2 separate regions of the Acanthopagrus latus genome follow, and region 1 is linked to region 2. A link is a contact called in public Hi-C data. All regions are on one chromosome and are shown on one strand. The core of a region is the stretch at or near the end of the contact, and the rest is flanking DNA. Distances in the headings are between cores, read along the strand shown. Region 1 holds the start of thbs1b (thrombospondin-1). Region 2 holds the start of katnbl1 (KATNB1-like protein 1).

Region 1 (2,794 bases), core at 125-2,624, 240 kb after region 2:
AACAGCTTAGGGAGTGACTGAATGACTGAATTGCTGTTGCGCTGCGTGAGTTTGACTGATGCTAAAGTTGTAATTCTACCCGATGCATGATGTGACATTTGTTTGCTTGTTTGCTTGTTCGACAAGGACAGCTGTACCTGAGCCAGCTGTGCGTTCATTTCTATCTGTAGTCTCTGTGCAGGCATGTGCTGTATCCTCTGTATGACCGAATTTGTGAGTTTTGTTAATTGGGATATTTATGATGTTTGTGCATTGCAGTGCCGCGCTCCTCAGATCCACATGTTTCTATTCCCCGTTCCTGTTTATGAATAATTTTCTTCTTCCCCCTGCCTATTCCTTCTCCTGTGGCAGACAACAACACGCCTTGCTCAACGACACAACCATCACATAATCAAGAATAATGCTATTGCTCTGGAAGGTGCCACTGCCACACTGTTTTTAAAAGACTAAGTGGATTCTTGCACACAAAAAAACCCAACAAAAACACGGACACTCTGAATGTGAGCTCAGGTGTGCTGCAGCGTTTCCCTTCCACTGCCTCAGGCTGCTCTCCAGTGAACTCACGTCGGCTCCTAGCGGCCGGTGGAGGAACTGCAACAAGCTGAGGATGATACAGTCACTCACTGCTGCTCAGACCTGATATAAGACCTATTAGACATAGGAGGAAAATGCTGTTATTTAACGAGTTTCAACGAAAAGGAGAAGAACAAGTCCTGCAGTATATTTAAGAATACATAACACAACTGTAAACTGTATGTGGATATCTGATTTTGTGTTTCCTCGAGGAGCATTCTAGACACAAAGTTGCACCATATGCAAGGAGCTGCATCAAAAATGTGAGTTTATTTGAGTGTTGAGAATAAAGTTGGACCTAAAATAAGTTGCAGAGGTGCACTTTTTGTGGGACCCAGGCTGTGTGCACGACTGGAATATCGGAGGGAATATGGGAAACGTGTGTGTGTGTGTGTGTGTGTGTGTGTGTGTGTGTGTGTGTGTGTGTGTGTGTGTGTGTGTGTGTGTGTGTGTGTGTGTGTGTGTGTGAGGGCTGATGGATGAGACGCAGCGAGAGGAAACACTGGTCCATTAAAAGTCTGAGCGCAACTCACTCAGGGGTTGGTCCCTCGTCCCAGCCCGGCGGAGACTTCTCCCTCTCTCCCTCTCCCTCTCTCCCTCTCCCTCTCTCCCTCCCTCTCTCCCTCTCCCTCTCTCCCTCTCCCTCTCTCTCTACCTCTCTCCCCCCCTCTCTCCCTGTCCCCCTCTCCCTGCTCTAAGAGGATAAGCTCGTCCCTTTTTCTCCCCTCGCCGTGATTGGACGAGGCCACTTCTTAGGAATGGCATCAAACTATTTAAATAGCACTTTGTCCCCCCTCGGCTTAAAAGGGAGTTTTTTAGCGGCCGATACCAGCAGGGACAAGTTTGTATTTTTTTCCCCCTATCAAGGACAGAAAAACACATTGCAAGATTTCTTTTTAAAATATATTGTTATTTCCCGTCTTTTTTCGCGTTGGAACTTTTTCATTTTTAAATTAATTCTTTCCTGAGGATTATTGCTGCGTCTCTGGATATTTTTTTTGCTGGATTTTATTGTTTTATTTTGATCAGCTGTTCTCGCAAAGCAGGTGAGTGACAGATATTCCGGGGAGTGCGTCTGTTTCTGCAGCTGCACCGGCAGCCCTTAATATTTTTCTTCATGTTTTCAACCTGTTGCACGCTGATTGTTAAGCTTTTAGTGTCATACATGGTTAGACTGATGGTTTCTCTTGTCCTTATGTGTCACAGGCAGCAGGTTGGTGTTTCGCCATGAAGCTGACAGGGATATTTTTGCTATTGATGCTTTGGACCTGTGAGGGTGCGAGAGTCGCAGGTGAGTTTTTTTCTGGTCCAACCTTGCAGAACGTTTTTTTGTTTTTTGTTTTTTTTTTCTTTTCATATAAGAAACAAATGATGGTTTATTGTGAGGATGTAACATCCAGTGCGCTGCCACACAAAGCCTGACTGCCTCTTGTTATTCACCCGCAGAGAGTCGAGACGACAACAGCGTGTATGACTTGTTCGAGCTCGTCCAAGTCCCCAGGAAGAACCACGGGGTCACTCTGGTGAAAGGAGATGACCCGTACAGCCCCGCATACAAGATCCTCAACCCGGACCTGATCCCCCCGGTCCCCGAGAGCGCCTTCAGGGACCTGATCGATTCCATCCACGCCGAGAGGGGATTCCTCCTCCTGCTCAACTTCAAGCAGTTCAAACGCACCCGGGGAAGCCTCCTGACCGTGGAGAAGCAGGACGGCTCCGGACCCGTGTTCGAGGTCGTCTCCAACGGCAAGGCGAACACCTTGGACATAGTTTTCTCCACCGAGAACAAGCAGCAGGTGGTCTCCATCGAAGATGTGGATCTGGCGACGGGCCACTGGAAGAATATCACGCTGTTCGTGCAGGAGGACCGGGCGCAGCTGTACGCGGGATGCGACGAGGTGAACACCGCCGAGCTGGACGCGCCCATCCAGAGCATCCTGACGCTGGAGACGCCGGCCAGCGCGCGGCTCAGGATTGGCAAGGGAGCCGTGAAGGACAGGTTCATGGTGAGAGCATGGCCATCACACACTCGAGATTAATGCTTTCTGTTTTTAATGTTGTCAGAGGAGAGTTTTGTTAACAAACCCTAATGCGTAATTGTACCCAAATGCGTAAAAACGCACAAGTCGCAGGGGTAAATGATTATTCCAGTGCTTTTGGTGTAATGTCTTATCCACTTTACGCACAATTGTATCCTAAACCGAACTCTGATACCTGCAGG
Region 2 (2,906 bases), core at 74-2,573:
AAGTGGAGAGTCAGCACGATCAGATGCGAAGCCGTCTTTATTTGGAAAACTATTCAAATAAGCCACAGAGATGGTGATAATGCTTATGGAAAGGTGCCACAATGCTCCAGTGACTGAGTGGGATGATCTGTGGGACACCGATGATGAGTGAGTGATCATAACAAGATGAATCCCACAGGTGTGGATAAGAGACTCACCTTTCTTTATCTAATTCTTCCTTATTTCTAATATCCACCTAAAACAAAAGGATAAGGGATGAGGCCACTACAACTACAATACCACTGAACTGTACTTCACAGTCACCAGGCTATAACAGACAAGTGGACCACTGTTTACACAATAAGCCGTCGTGTTTGCTTTCATATCACCATACCTGCTTCATGTTCTTTTCAGCAGAAAGTTGCAGGCAGGATCGCAGAATGCCATTGGGTTTATCCTGGTTGATGTTAAAGACTTCCCGTTACCGGACATGCTTACCAGCTGCCACAACACGGAAAACTGTTGGACAAACGATTGTGGAACAGTTATTGACGGATCTTGCTCAGTTGCAGGCGTCACAGTCAATTTTCATGGCCTAACAACTTACGGGTTGGCTAGCTGTACACAACAATTGCAGCACTGTGACTTAAATCGACCAAAAGCGAGGCATTCAAATGAGATAAACAACACAAAACAGGTTAAGTGTGAGTTACAAAGGCGTTGGCCCCCCGCTGCAAAAGCTCTGACGTTAGCTAGGTGAGCTGCAACAAGTCACAAATGTCGCTCTACATTACACACAAGTTAAGGCAGCGTGCTGTCTTAAAAACAAGACAGCAGACGTTTGGAGGAGAGCAACGCTGCGTTTCATTACGTGCCTGAGCTAAAAGTTAGCACAGGTTCCAAGCTAGCGCCAGAGCTACCGTTAGCTCTGACGCTAGCTCACAGCTCAACTATCAAGGATACACGGAGACGCTGAAAGTGACTATCTGGGCCGCTCGTAGCGAGCTAACGCTAGCTAGCTAGCCTTCCCAACTCAGAGAACATATGGCTTCAAAATGACAGTTCGTAGATTACTTTCACCACCTAAACATTAAAGTTGAAAACCAACCGTATCATTTTGTGGGGTGTCACAAAGTCTCGCCAGGTATGTAAATCCAAAACGAGAAAAACTGGTTACACTTAACAGCAACTCCTCTGTAGTCCAGGTTCGGTAGCGTTTAACAGTTTTACCATTCAAATGAATACACCGCCGGTGTGTGGGGATTGTGGGATTGATTTTGGAAAAGAAAATCTGGAGATTTAGCGACGCCTGCTGGACATTAACGAGCAGAGTTAAACCCCAATGTGCCATGGCGCCACCCAGTGTCATGTAGCCTGTACTGCAGGAGGAAGGAAGAGGAAGAAGAAGAAGAAGAAGAAGAAGAAGAAGAAGAAGAAGAAGAAGAAGAAGAAGAAGAAGAAGAAGAAAAGGAGGAAGAGGAAGAAGAAGAAGAGGGAAGAAGAAAAAGTAGAAGAAGAAAAGGAAGAGGATGAAGAGGAGGAGGAACAAGAAAAGTTAGAAAAAGAGGAAGACAACAAGGGAAAAGAAGAAGCAGAAGACATTTTTACAGATTGTTTAGATTACTACTGGCTTTTGGAAACTTGAGCATGATTTCCCTACTGATCAAAAAAAGTCTTATCGACCCACTGATAACACAATTTATGTGTTAATTGTATTTTCTATTATCATTCTATTTGTGAGACTAATGTGCCTCTGAAATAGAGTCGCAGTAGAAAGTGATAGAGAGTTTTCTCAAACAAGTCCCTCAAATTTCGTAAAAAATATTTTATATATCACTGCCGGTGTGTAGGGATTGTGGGATTGATTTTGGAAAAGACATAACTATATCAAGTTCTGTGATCTTAATCAAATCTGTTTGACCTGTTAAATGAGATGGATAAATTCATATTTATATTGCATATGTGTAAGGCATACAACTGTTTCCAGCCTGTTTGGACTTATAAGACACAGATAATTGATTAAAATACACAACACTGATATCATGTAAATCTGCAATGAAAAATCATACAAAGTCTTTGAATAGAACATCCTGTGTTTTTTTTTTCTGAGGTTGTTGTTTTTTCAGGCTTTGGAGGCAAAGTTGGCAAATTTAAACTCATCCTAAACCAACCAGTCAAATGTGTAAATGTATGTATGGTAGAAGATCTCAAGGCCATTTCATGAAGAAATGAAGCTACATTCCCCTTCGTTCCCTTGAATGCTTTTCCGGAATAAGCCAGGTGCATCATGTGAATAATAGCTTCATGACCTCCTGGAGATGGTGAAACATATAAAATGAATGAAATAAATCAACATTGAGACAGTGTTGCATAATTTTACATTTTTGGAACAAGAGCGGCTGCAGGAAAGAAAAAAACAGGAAAAGGGCCAGGGCTGCAAACCTTGAATGACAATCTTACAATGACATTAGGATCTAAGTTGACCTTGGGTTACCTGCCTTTGCAACCGCACCTGCTTATTGTCATGCACGCAAAATTGAATTTCTGCTGTTGACATAAGTTTTTCCATTCAAATCGTTCATTCTTTTCGTGCCTCACAATTGAATCATTCAGTCCTTTGGTCAGGATACATAACCCTGAGCAATATTCCGTCACGAAAACAAAACAGAAACACAGGTTACAGAAGAGACTGAGCTGAGATAACGACATGTTTTAATCACCTCTGTCTTGCTTTCCTTGAAACAGCGAAAACATAAAGAATAAAAATGCAGGATGACATGAGTTTATCTGTTTACATGTAAAAAGAACCACAGATCTGTTGCGTATTCCACTTCAAAGTTCATTAGAGAGCGTTCTTGTACAAGTACTGTATGTCCCACTGTATTAGCCATTAGCTTCAACCCGCTAAGATACAGTACTCTATTTTT

The links. A called contact is a pair of places that touch in the nucleus more often than the background predicts.
Region 1: a Hi-C map of muscle shows a contact between it and region 2, with 3 times the contacts expected there. The contact joins the promoter of thbs1b here to the promoter of katnbl1 in region 2. A contact is called at or near these places in 3 of 4 Hi-C or Micro-C datasets (liver and muscle).

Annotation. Positions count from the first base shown.
Region 1 is chr22:10,452,631-10,455,424 of fAcaLat1.1, forward strand. It overlaps thbs1b (thrombospondin-1), which reads left to right and starts at 1,375. Exons shown (of 23, transcript XM_037087156.1): 1 at 1,375-1,619; 2 at 1,780-1,864; 3 at 2,020-2,579; 4 at 2,794. The coding sequence starts at 1,801.
Region 2 is chr22:10,213,794-10,216,699 of fAcaLat1.1, forward strand. It overlaps katnbl1 (KATNB1-like protein 1), which reads right to left and starts at 1,324. Exons shown (of 10, transcript XM_037087495.1): 1 at 1,088-1,324; 2 at 374-498; 3 at 198-235. The coding sequence starts at 382.